Regions from separate parts of the Gossypium hirsutum genome. Here region 1 is linked to region 2. The links are chromatin contacts, called in public Hi-C maps. All regions are on one chromosome and are shown on one strand. Each heading gives the region's core, a stretch centred on a gene start, on an enhancer-like site or on the middle of the called end of the contact. The rest is flanking DNA. Distances are from core to core; before and after follow the strand shown. Region 1 holds the start of LOC107948907 (CDPK-related kinase 4). Region 2 holds the start of LOC107946237 (pyridoxal reductase, chloroplastic).

Evidence for each region. A called contact is a pair of places that touch in the nucleus more often than the background predicts.
Region 1: a Hi-C map of leaf shows a contact between it and region 2, with 4 times the contacts expected there. The contact joins the promoter of LOC107948907 here to the promoter of LOC107946237 in region 2. A contact is called at or near these places in 2 of 34 Hi-C or Micro-C datasets (hypocotyl and leaf).

What each region holds. Positions count from the first base shown.
Region 1 is chrA08:72,810,589-72,816,927 of Gossypium_hirsutum_v2.1, forward strand. LOC107948907 (CDPK-related kinase 4) reads right to left here and starts at 4,967. Exons shown (of 8, transcript XM_041074550.1): 1 at 4,305-4,967; 2 at 2,807-2,885; 3 at 2,332-2,628; 4 at 2,075-2,184; 5 at 1,796-1,900; 6 at 1,521-1,583; 7 at 983-1,150; 8 at 550-872. The coding sequence starts at 4,787. The coding sequence ends at 735.
Region 2 is chrA08:71,960,144-71,966,716 of Gossypium_hirsutum_v2.1, forward strand. It overlaps LOC107946237 (pyridoxal reductase, chloroplastic), which reads right to left and starts at 1,351. Exons shown (of 8, transcript XM_016880478.2): 1 at 1,027-1,351; 2 at 693-921; 3 at 457-550; 4 at 235-358; 5 at 1-69. The coding sequence starts at 1,155.

The DNA.
Region 1 (6,339 bases), core at 3,717-6,216, 850 kb after region 2:
AAGAAAGGTATAAGCTCAAACCTTGAAAATAACATTATTAGATAGGACAACTACAAACCCCAATAAAAATAGTAAAACAGATGAAAAATATCACTAAAATATATGATATATACCATTGGTTTGGGATTTTCAATTTATCAGTATTTAAAGCATTTCCTGCCTTTCTATAATTTCCATCAAAGAAAAAAAAAACCATTAGTAAAACGAAAAGGCATAACTAATAGCAACTACTTTCCTTTTTTTATCTCCTCTTTCTTGGTAAAAAGAAAACAGAATATGAATTATTTTCCACCAAAACTCGTGTTATAACAAAAAGCTAATCTCAAAGACGGATATGTTGCCGAATATACTAAAATTTCTAATTTTTTATTTCTTTGGATTATCATATTATATATCCTTATTCAAATATATTCAGTAATAGACAGTTTAAAATAAATATATATATTAAAGATGTCCGAATAACCTAACAAAGCTGACAAAATACAAAAGAAAGTTTGCAAAATGAAAACAATTAAGACTTAAAAGACAACACAAGCTTTCCAAGTAAAGTTCACCAAAACATTCATGTGAATTAAATTGTTAAGAGTGCACGATTTTCTGCCTAAACATTCACTTATATACCTATTAACACCTTTACTCTCGATTCAAAAACAGAAAGAATGCTAAATATATTTTTAGGTTAAATTTACTAAATGAAAAAGAAAAAGAATTCTGTCCCTGGCCGTCTTTAAATGCTATCGACGTCTTATATTAGAAGCACGAATTGTCACACTGTGTAAAAATTTCGTATACCCGAGGAAGCTCAGTTTTCCATCTGAAACTCTTATCCAATCTTTAAGCAAAGAATGAGCTGATGGCCCCAGATTTAGTTCCTGCAAAATAAACACCAACAATGACAAAAAATTTCGATTTCCCGAACTCAGAAGTGAACTAAGCCAATAGGAATGTCCCCATTTTGTATGAAAACAGATTATCGGAATACCAGTGTCAATTCCTCCACTGAAATGACCTTGTTTCCGTCTTGTTCGAAATACTCGAAAGCTGTGCTTGCAATACTCTCCCATTCTTCAGATGCTTCGAGCTGATATGTACTGATTGCAGCAGCGCAGAACTCTTCAAAGTCCATCTTTTTGTAATAGAGTGGTTCCATCTTGAAATAAAATTTAAAATTGTCAGCATTTTAACTACACGATAACATTTAACAATACATCCCAAAACCTGCGAGAAATCATATATACAAAAAAATCAAATATTAATCCGTTGTGCACGGCTATTCTATCAGTGCTTCAAAACAAAGAAAAAATAATTTCCTCTTCAGCTTCATCTTAAAATATGCAATGTATCAAAATCAAAATCATATTACTCTCAGATCATGCAAAAACTTGAGTGCCGTAATTGCTCTATAAAGCTCTAATGATTAAAAATGAACATCGTTAGAACCATGCTAAGCCCTTTAACATGAACGGTGCTATTCCCTCCACAATAAACAATATATGAGAACATAAAACAATATATCTCACCACATTTATAATGTCAAAAACTCTTGACTCCTGCATGGCATCAGTTCTACTCTTCATTAAAGCCTGCAATTATTCATAACAACGGTCACGACAAAATTACTGCAAATGGTACAGGCAAATACTAAAACAAGTTAAGAATCAATAGCAAAAAGTTTAAAACTAGTTTGTAGCTACACCAAAGCCTGAAAGTATCCACACGTCTAGTTAGAAAAGAGGTCTCAAAAAGCTTGTGAGAGTTGGAAAGAGGTAAGAAATTGATAAAACAAAGAACTAACTGTTTTAAAATTACTGAGGGACACGCATCCATCTTTTGGTTCTAAAAGCCTAAACTGTGCAGTAAGATACCGAAGCGCATCATCCGGTAAAGCTTTTGAAAGTGCCTGAAACCAACAAAACAAAACCATGACAAAAAGTTGATTCAAACTCTTTTCTTTTCAGATACTTTACTAATTTCCCTGTATAGTGTGTGTGTGTGTGCATGCGTGCAGGGTAGGAACTGGTAAGGGATTACTGATAATTTGTCCTTCTCTTAATAACAGGAACCAGTAAACTACCTTTTGTGCTGCTCGTCTGAAAGGGGTGGCCCGAATGTAAGACTTGACTAACTTGTAGATCAAAATATCCAAAGGCACAACACGATTGTTATCTTGTAACCATGGATGAGCTGACAATATAGAGGTCCTTATTAGTTTCCGAGATAATATATAATTTCGTTAGCAACTTCAAACCAAAGTTGTAAAAAGAGAGGGAGAGGGAGCATAAATCCTAAAAGCTTCTTATGCATGAGGTCAAACCAATAAACATGACTTACCTAAAGCTTGGGCAGCAGTCATTCTTTTCCTGTGATCCTTGTTCAAAAGCCTTTTCACAAAATCCTTGGCTTCCACTGATACAGAAGGCCAAGGTGAATCATCGAAGTTAGGATCAGCTCTAAGCACAGAACGAAAAATTCCTGATTCAGTTCTAGCCCAGAAAGGTCTGCTTCCACACAACAATATATATGTTATGACACCAATACTCCACATATCAGCTTCAACACTGTATGATCTATGCAGTACTTCCGGTGCAACATAGTATGCACTGCCAACAATATCATTCATACGTTGATCTGCAAATGAATAAAAACTGAATGGTTCTTGTTCGAACAAATTGTTGATAAATTATATGATTCAGAGGGGAGGGGAGTTCCGTATTACATGATTCAGACAATTATGCCAATGAGAGCACATTTGACAAATGGAATGCCAAGATTAATGCAAATATAGAAAAACCCAATTAAATCTTACCTGGCCTAATAAAATCAGATAAACCAAAATCGATAATTTTCATTGGAGCATCCTCATCTCTTGTGGTAAAAAGAAAATTCTGCAAAAAGAATGATTGGTTAATAACTAGAATTGGATCCAATGTCAAAAATATTGTGCCGTATATTAACAATAAAGCAGCATAGAACTAAATTAAAATTTAAGTATCATATTCCTCTATGCCACACCTCGGGCTTTAGATCACGGTGCACAACCCCTTGAAGGTGACAAAAAGCTACTACACTTAAAATTTGCACAATTATATTTTTAGCATCCCCTTCGGTGTATCTACCACCTCTGCAATAAAGAACAATACGAAACATGGTTTTAGCGATGAGGTTAAGAATTGACTTGGACGGTGCAAGAGAAGAGGGTAGTCCTTCGATACCTAGACAAAATTCTGTCAAGTAGTTCTCCACCTTCACATAATCTGACAACAAAACAACATTTCACTGTAATTACTTTGGAGGAAACTTGTTAACTCGCTGGTTTAGGACGCATGCCTAGACCAATCACAAATTGTTCCTTATGTATGATGCATATTGTTTGATATTCTGGCTAAGTTTATTTCAATCAGTTGAACTGGTGAAAAGATTAAACTTAAAGATTGAGGAAGGGCTACTAGAAAGAATAAGAGATCTTAAAAATAAACTATAACAAGTACAAACATACTCCATGACAATATAAACGTTATTGGCATCCTCAAAAGCATCATGAAACTTGATCATGTTTTTATGACCGGATAAGGCTTTCAGTATTTTGACCTCCCGCCGAACATCTTCTACTGATATTGCTGAGGTCATCTGCAAAATAATATCCACTCAGCTTCCGATTCTTCGCAAAACCATTAATCATCTCGAGTTATGTATATTTCATCAAAAACTAAAACATAAGTTCAGAAGTACAAAAGAAAAAAGCTATCATTGCAGAAAATTTCTCCTAGTTGTTTCCAACATGAAGGGTGAGGGGAGGTTAACTCCGGAAAACTGTATCTTAATTCCCCATTGAAGATTGAACAAAATTTAAGCCAATCCCAAGTTATTGATTAGTAACCACGAATAACTTGAACTACCACCAAATCATCGATTACTAAACACGCATGCATTCAACTCTATTAGCTTAAAACTTTCCTTTTTATCTTTAGAAGTCCGAATAGCATCATCTTGTTTTCTTTGAAAATTAAATAATAAAATCATGCAGCTATATTTGTTAACTTCGATCAACCGGTTTACAGTTCAGATCTTCATGCTATCTGCAAACTGCATTTGTTATTAACGTCAATACTTTTCTTTTTCACTTTCTACTCTTAGTAATGTATCCAAATTCCAAGTACTTCAAATATATTATACTAATGAAATCTCTGACGCAGATTGCAGTTTCAAATGAGACAATCCATCTAATAATCAATTTTTTTTTTTACTCCTAATCAATAATAACATCAACTATTAAAAAAAAAAAGCACATACCAAAAATGACACACCTTAGCTTTAGAAATGATTTTAACGGCCACCGACTTTCCCTTTAGCTCTCCTTTCTTTCCCTTGGCCCAGCAAGTATGTCCAAAATGCCCTCGCCCAACCTCCTTGCCTAGCTCAAATTTAGCCCCTAAATTCTTCCCGTATCCAAAATTTTTGTCTAGCACCGCTCCTTCCCCATCCTCGGGAATTGTTCCTTCCATCGGAGCCGCCTGGTTCGACCCCTTTCGTCTCATTATTGCTGCCATGATCGGCTTGGCAGGAGAGGGAGGCGGCAAAGGCCACCTGAACTTCCTTCCCGGTGTTCTAGCTGGTGATGGAGACGGCGCCACTCCAGCGGGTAGTGGACTAGCAAATGGACTAACAGCATAAGAGTTTGTCTCAACGGATGGGGTTGCCGAGGCCGGAACCGGTCGCGGCTGAGACTGATTGACTGTGGAGGTTGCTTCATTGTTGACGGACACGTTTTTGCTACAGCAATGGCCCATGATTCTGAATGCGGGAGTTTACCGTTTCTTCTCGGTCAAATCATCTGAACTTAAGCTTCAGACTTGATTAGCAACTGCAAAACCACCACGGCGAGAAATTTGAGATAGTAAATATTTTCTTTTTTAAATGGAAATTGAGAACAGAAGGAAGAGGAAGAGTTGAAAAAGTCGGTAATGTAGTATAAATTTGAAAGTTGATGAGAAAAGGCTAAAATCACAGGCAGCTGTGATTATTAATTGGGAAAGTACACTTTGAAAAAAAAAGTCAAAATTGTTTTTTTCAATATTAAATTTAATTATTCAATTGAACAATAAATCATTATAGTTAAAATAAAATTAAAAAAAAAGATAATAGAACCTTTTTAAAATATATATATCTATGAATATAACAAAGAATTAAAAATTATTGTTTTAATTTTATTTTGATTGTCTAATAATATAATCAATTTGTTTTGTTGGATAATAATATGAGACTTAAAAGAAAGCAATTGAATCATGGTACAAATAAATTTATTTTATTGAAATATTTTCTTAAAATAAAAGCAAAACGTTTGCTTTGAAATCAGATAAGTTATTATAATGGTTTTACTGATTATTGAATTCATTAATTTAAATATAAATACAATGCTTTAAAATGGCATGTGATTATTGATTAAGAAAAAATATATATCATGTGATACATTTGATGATAAAATTTGGGCACAGTGTTTTGTTTTGTGAAATAAGGATGCTTGTATTTCAAGCTTGAATGAGCTTTTCTTATAAATAAATAAATAAAATATTTGAATTTTGAAATAAAAAATTAATGTTTATTAAGAGTGTAATTATGGTAAAGGAGACGAAGCAGGTGGACCGACGATGCCAAAATTACGTGTTTAAAGAAGAAATTTAGTAAAAGGAAGCGACTGTGATTTTTATTGGTGACAGCTAGTAAAACGAGAATAGTCAAAAGAGAAAAACGCGTTTCTCTAGTTTTGGAAATTGCATATAAATATTATCCCCTAGAGAAAATCAAGTTAGACTTTCCCAATCAATAACATTTAAATCAAAATAGTTATTTTTTTTTAAATCCCAATTTCTGTATATAAATTATAATTTATTTGATATGTTGTATATAATTATGTTGTTTACATTTTTTATTGTATATAATTGAGTAATCAATTTGATATTAATTTGATTAAGGAAATTAGTAAAATAATCTTATATATATTATAATATTTTTTATTTTTTTAAAAAATAAAAATATATAATCATTACACCAACATCTATAATCATATCAACTAAAATTTTATTTTAATATTTTATAGATTTAAATGTTATTAAATAAATTATTTTATATTTTAATAACGTTTCAGGTGATTGGTGAGGAGAGGATGTGATAAAAGTAAGAAAGGACATAAATTAGCAAACAGCATTAGAATTTGTGAGGGATAGAAGTGCCTCACCTTGTGCAACTACTTTGAATGCATCGCTACGGCTTTGTTTGGAGTGTACATAACAAAACAAAACTAATTACTAAATTTATTTAAACTGCAAGAAGCATATGCTTAAT
Region 2 (6,573 bases), core at 101-2,600:
AAGGTAATCATGAATCTTTACGAGCTGTTTGGGTCCATAATTGCTAACTCCAACAGCTTTAACTAAGCCCTGCAAATTATATAAAGTAGATTTTCTTCTTATATGTTTGTTATGTAGAATGTAGAGCTCTTAACTTTTTGCAGTTCAAGTTAATTCTTGGACAAACTTTCATATATGCTAATGAAATATGATGATCTCATTTTATAGTAACTGAAATATCATATGTTGGTTAACCTTCTCATACATTGCCACTAAACCATTCCAAAGTGCCAACTCTTGTGGGGGAGCATAGTTTGCAGTAGACCAGTGTAATTGTCCTATTCCGATTTGTTCAATCTGCATTCGATCCCGAGAGGCCCTGGAAAAACAGTTCTTAATCAAATTTAATGATCACAACCTTTCAGCCAATTGTGCCACAAAGAGGATCACTTTTATGGAACCCATTAAATAGCAAACCTGCAAGCTTGAACAAATTGCCCTGATGTTAGACGCCATGGGTAAGCTGCAAACTTTGTGGCAATCACAATCTCATCTCGTATCCGTTTTTCCCCTGAGATTGCAAACAATATTCAAACTTAAATATCAGAATGGTAAGATTAACAATCTCTATTGTAATATAGGGATCCTAGTTTTTATCAGCTACTGTGATTTGTAAACCCAGATATAAAGATTGAAAAAGAAATTTAAACAACCTTGAAATTCTCTAATGAACTTCCCTAAAAGCTTTTCACTCTGTCCGTTGAGTCTGCCAGTCCCATAAGAATCGGCGGTGTCAAAAAGATTGATGCCATTCTCCACGGCAAGATTAAAAACCTGTTGAAGTTGAGAATCCATTGAAGGTTGATAACCCCAGAGAAGCTGGTTTCCCCATGCCCACGTCCCAAACCCCATTGGAGAAACAGTCAAAGGACCCATTTTCACCTGCCCAGGAAACCCATCACTGAAACACATGAGACCGGATAATATCAAATTAGAAAGGAGAACCTGTACTCGAGTGTAGACATGGTTAAGTATTGGAGGGAGTACCTTTTGCCATGGCCAGAAGAGAGGGGGCTTGAGAGACTTGAAAGGTGAAGATGGGAGATAGAATTGATTAGAAGCACTGAGACAGATAATGCAAGCTGACGGGACTGAGTTTGAGAGAGTCATCGCCATGTTCTCATACACTCTAGCACTTGAGAAAAAGCATAAAGTCAGTGGAGTGCATTGTTGGTTACGGATATGCCTTCTTGATTTTTTTTTTGTTTTTTGAGCGAAGCCTCCTTGCGGTTGGAATTGAAACTTGGAAAGATCACGATTGTCCCACGCATGGTCGTTGCTTGCATTTCTTTTTTAGGTATAATGACTTTACTCATTTTGTAATTTTATTCTTTTACTTTATTTTATTGTCATTTTTGGTCCACAGCCTTTAAAATTTGGTTAATTTACTTGCTTTTGGATGAAAAATATACTGAACTATTAAAATTCTAACGGCAATGATGTGATCACTCATATGGCAATCTATGTATAATTCATACAAATAAAAAAATTAAAAATAATTTTTTTAAAAAAAATCATAAAAACTTTTAAAAATTTATCCATATTAGTAATGAAGTATACGTGAAATGTCACACGAGTTACCATGTCAATGTTATTAAAATTTAACAGTTCAGTTAGTTTTTTCTATCCAAAAGCAAATAATTTGACTACATTTTAAAGGTTAAGGACTAAAATAATTAATGAAAAATAACAAAATGAAAAAAATCAATAAATGTTAGACGCTAAATTTATTGTTATAATTTTTTTAAGAGGTCAAGAAATTGGTAAAGGTTTGAATTTTGAATTTTGTATAGGTTTTATATGATCATAACAACTTGTTCGCTACATTTAAATTTAATTGTTAAAATGTATGTTGTTTTAACACTGTTTTTCGTTACCAGGGTGGTTATTTGGTTGGGTTTTTGGTGGCTAGGGGTTTGTCTTGTTCGGGCATTTTCTGTGGTGGATATGGAGGTGAATTTGGTGGCATTGGTGGTGAAGATGAAGCGTGGCAACTTCATGCTGATGAAGGGGCAACTACAATTGATACAAGTCTTTGCTTGGTTGGGACTTTCTTGACTACTACCGTTATTCAATTCTAGACTATACACACGACTTTGGCCACTCCTTGGCATCCTCATGGGAGAATTTCAATATCGGATCAGAGTGAGAAAGGATACCTATTCGAATTCTATTATGCCATTGATATCAACAGGGTGATCGATGGCAATCCATGGACATTCAATAAGCATATCCTAGTTTTACATAGACTTAAATCGGGGGAGGATCCGTTAAGGGTGCCATTGTACTTTGTCAATTATTGGGTTCAGATTCATGATCTTACGATGATATTGATGTCTGAAAGTATGGCAAGGCAGTTTGGGGCCTTGTTGGGATCTTTTGTGGATTATGATGCGAAGTTAGTTAGTAAGGGTTTTGGAGAGTATATACAGATTCGGGTACAGATTGACATTCAAGCACCTTTGAAAAGGAGGAAGAAGATCGCCTTGTCACATGCTCATTCCGTTTATGCTAGATTCCACTATGAACAACTGTCATTCTTCTGTTTTTTATATGGTCGTTTGGGGCACGGTGAGGGCTTCTACCTTATTCGGATCGTATATGGCAAGAAGGAGATACCGTTTGAGTTGGATCTTTCCATTAAGGCGATACCTCGACAAGTACAGGTGGTGTAACAATCCATTTTCAATGAAATCGGAACAGTGGTTTTGGGACAACAAATCTGAGTCAAAAAGAAAATTTATTTTAATATTATTGCATGGTCTGCATTATGATACGGATAACATATGAAAATCTCATTAAGAAAATTTTTACCGATTACATGCTTAATTGTGGAGAGGACCAAATTGCATAAAATGCAAAAGTTGAATTCTAGTAGCTATAAGTATCAAATAGCTATGGAATTCAAAACTTGAGGTAAGAATATGGCAATTAGACCATTAAATAAAGTTAGTAGTATTTATGGTGATTCATCCATGGAAATTTAATTATAGAAAAGGATGAAATTGAAAAGTTAAAAAATTTAAAGATGATAATTAAATTAAAAGAAAAAAATCATATTATTATCATCTTCTCCAAATTTCTATGGAAACCCTAGGAAAGAGAAAAGAATTCAAGAAAGCTTAATTAGGTAAGCAATCTTGTCCAGTTTTTAGTAATTTTTACATTTCCAAGATCGTAATAACCTAATCTGTAATACCTCTAACCCGTATCTGTCGTCAAAACAGGGTTACGGAGTATTACCGAAACTTTCAGAACATTTACAAATAATTCACGTTAATTACTATTCATTTACTGAAATTATTCATAATCTCCCTTGAATGGACCCTTGAGGCCCAAATCGAGTATTAGAATCGAGTTGGGACTTAATCGAGAACTTAAGAATTTTTCACAAATTTTCTAAAATTTTCCTAGGTGCAGGGCTCACACGTCCATGTGGTCTAGGAGCACGCCCGTGTAAGCCCAAGACACGCCCATGCTGCAGGCCATGTTCGACCCCGTGTAATTCTCTGACTTGTGCCACACAGCCAGCCACACGGCTAGCCACACGCCCGTGTGAGTAGGCCGTGCGATCAATTTAATTTTCAAAAATTAAATGCAGGGTTCACACGCCAAAACACATGCTCATGTCTCTATCCGTGTGCTCAATTCTAAGCATTCTGTTTCTCGAATTTGTGTTATCCGGATCTATATAAATGAATTTAATCATCAATTTACCACATTTCATATTTATTTGGAATCAATTTACGTCCTAGGAAAATTACCATTTTGCCCCTAAACTTTTCATAAATTCCAATTTTATCCTTAAGCTCGGAAAATAAAATTCATGCAATTTACTCCCTATTCCAAGCCTAACCAAAATTTCAATATACAATTTACAGCACATATATTCTATAAATTTCAAATTTTTTCTTCAACTTTCACAACTTTACAAATTAGTCTTTAAATCATATTTTTATCAAAAATCACTTTGTAAAAGTTGTTTATCTATCAACAATCTTTCATTTTCTACCATAAATTTCTAATTTTCAGCATATTCATCCATGATATAAATTCTATACTTTGATAACTTTTCAAATTAATCCCCCAAATAGATATATCAGACTATCTCAATTACAAAAATATCAAAATTACTAAAAACAAGATAAATAAACTTTTCCAATTAAGCCAAGAGAGATTGTTTTCTCTTTCCTAGGGTTTCTTGGGGAAGAAGATGACATAAAATAAGATGTTAATTTCTTTTTAATTATTTATCATCTTTTAATTATTTCTATTTCCAATTTAGTCCTTGCCTTCATATAAGGTGTAACACCCATAACTCGTATCCGTTGCCCAAATAGAGTCATAAGGCATTATAGAATAAAACATAATTCCAAACAATTAAATACATATTTATATATATAATTATTCATATAATCAAGTCTCGAAAGTTAAATCAAATCATTTACATAAACTAATACAACTTTTAAATTTGGACATTGCATGTCATATGTAAAAATAAATAGACGTACATTCACAAGTAACAGTATAAAATATAATTTGCATCAACAATTTCAAATCTGCGGCATTAACATAGTAATCTATACATATCTCACATGATTTACAATTTATTACTATTAAAAGCAATTACTAGGTTATAAACCAACTCACTATATTTCTTGGTTTAATCGGTCAATACATGTATATCATTATACACATTCTCAACTTACACATAGTTAATAGATTTCTTTAGCCACATACTAAGATAAATAGCACTCATAAACATGGACACCTTGCATGCATTCAAGACACGTAGAAAATTACTTAATAAAACAAATCAAAGTGTCAAGTGCGCATGTCTTAAATTAATTCATAAATGAACACCTACTAAATTCATAATTTGTATTAACTCAATGACATTCATAAAGAACCATATGACCGAGTGTACATATCATCATGATAAAATTATGTATTATGACTACACCCTTGATATAGACTCAATGTAAAACCAAACATTTATTTATAACTGAATCATCACATATACATACATGGTGGGCAATTACCCATATGCCAAAGCCACACTTAACATTAAAGCAATAAATACATACCAAATAGTCGACTAAATTAATCATGAACCACATGCATCATTTAGCACTTAATAATAGAATCTATTTAACTAGTATACTTTCATCCGTCACTAATTATCACATTCCATAATTTTATCATAAACGAATTAAGTATACCTAAAATATACTATCATAACCGAACCTCATTACTATAAATTACTCACGTATACAAGACTTCTACTATCATTTTATCAACAATCAAGCTTATTAATATGTTTCATTTAAAGACATAACAAATTAAGGCTAAACATAGTAATCAGCCTCACCTTTCTAATTCGTATTAGAATGAACACAACCAAGGTAATCAACCATACTTATGATCGATTTCTTCAAGCTTCAACTAAAATCATTAATCAACTTCTATGTAGAATCACATAACACATGAGATATTCGTTCATAGCACATAGCAAAATAACCAAATAAACTTAAACCACAAATGTGCCACAACAAAAAATCTAGCATAAAATTAAGCCATTTTCGCATGGCCTTATACATAACCAAAGTTCATTATTTCAAAACAAAATCCCGCCTATACATGCCATAATACGAGTTTGATTATTTAAGTACCGAAGCTGTAAATAGTGTGATAGACTTTGCTGACGATCCCCGAGCTTGTAACTTGAATCCAAAATCTATAAAACAAAGAATCATATACACAAAGTAAGCTAACATAGCTTAGTAAGTTTAAAGCAAATAAACAATTCCAAGATATAATCGATTCATTTCAAGTTAAGCCGAATTGTATTAACGATGCCAATCTTAACTTCGAACTTACAAGTGAAATAAATGATTGCATTCATATGCATAATACTACCATAGCCGAATGCTATCACAACCATATTAACCAAATGTAAAATCAACTTTCTAGGTTAAAATATCCCTATACAATCAAACACATGTATATACTTATTCACATAAGCTCAAGAATTCAACTAATAATATCATGTACATTTAGTACTAGTATGCCCAAACACATATATGATCACATATATACATATATATATATCCAAAATTAATTCTATAATATTCATAACGTTTGTTCATATCAAATATACTTGTTTATTTCATATATATATATGTCCTTTGCATCACATAAAACTTATCAAATTTCAAGTCTCACATATACCTTATTAACAATAGATAATAAGCTAAACCATACCTGCCTTTTTAACTCATTTGCACATTCGGTCGCAATTTACCTTTGCCTGATGAACCATTCGGAATTGGATAGGACACTCGGATAATTACACAAATCGTACAACTCCAATGTCCCAAACGTGGTCTTACATGTAGTCACATATCGGTGCCACTGTCCCAGACAGGGTTTTACTCGTAAACACATATTGGTATCACATATCAATGCCATGGTCTTACTCGCACACATGTATAGGAATCCTATGTCATGACATATGTATCCTAACTATTCCTA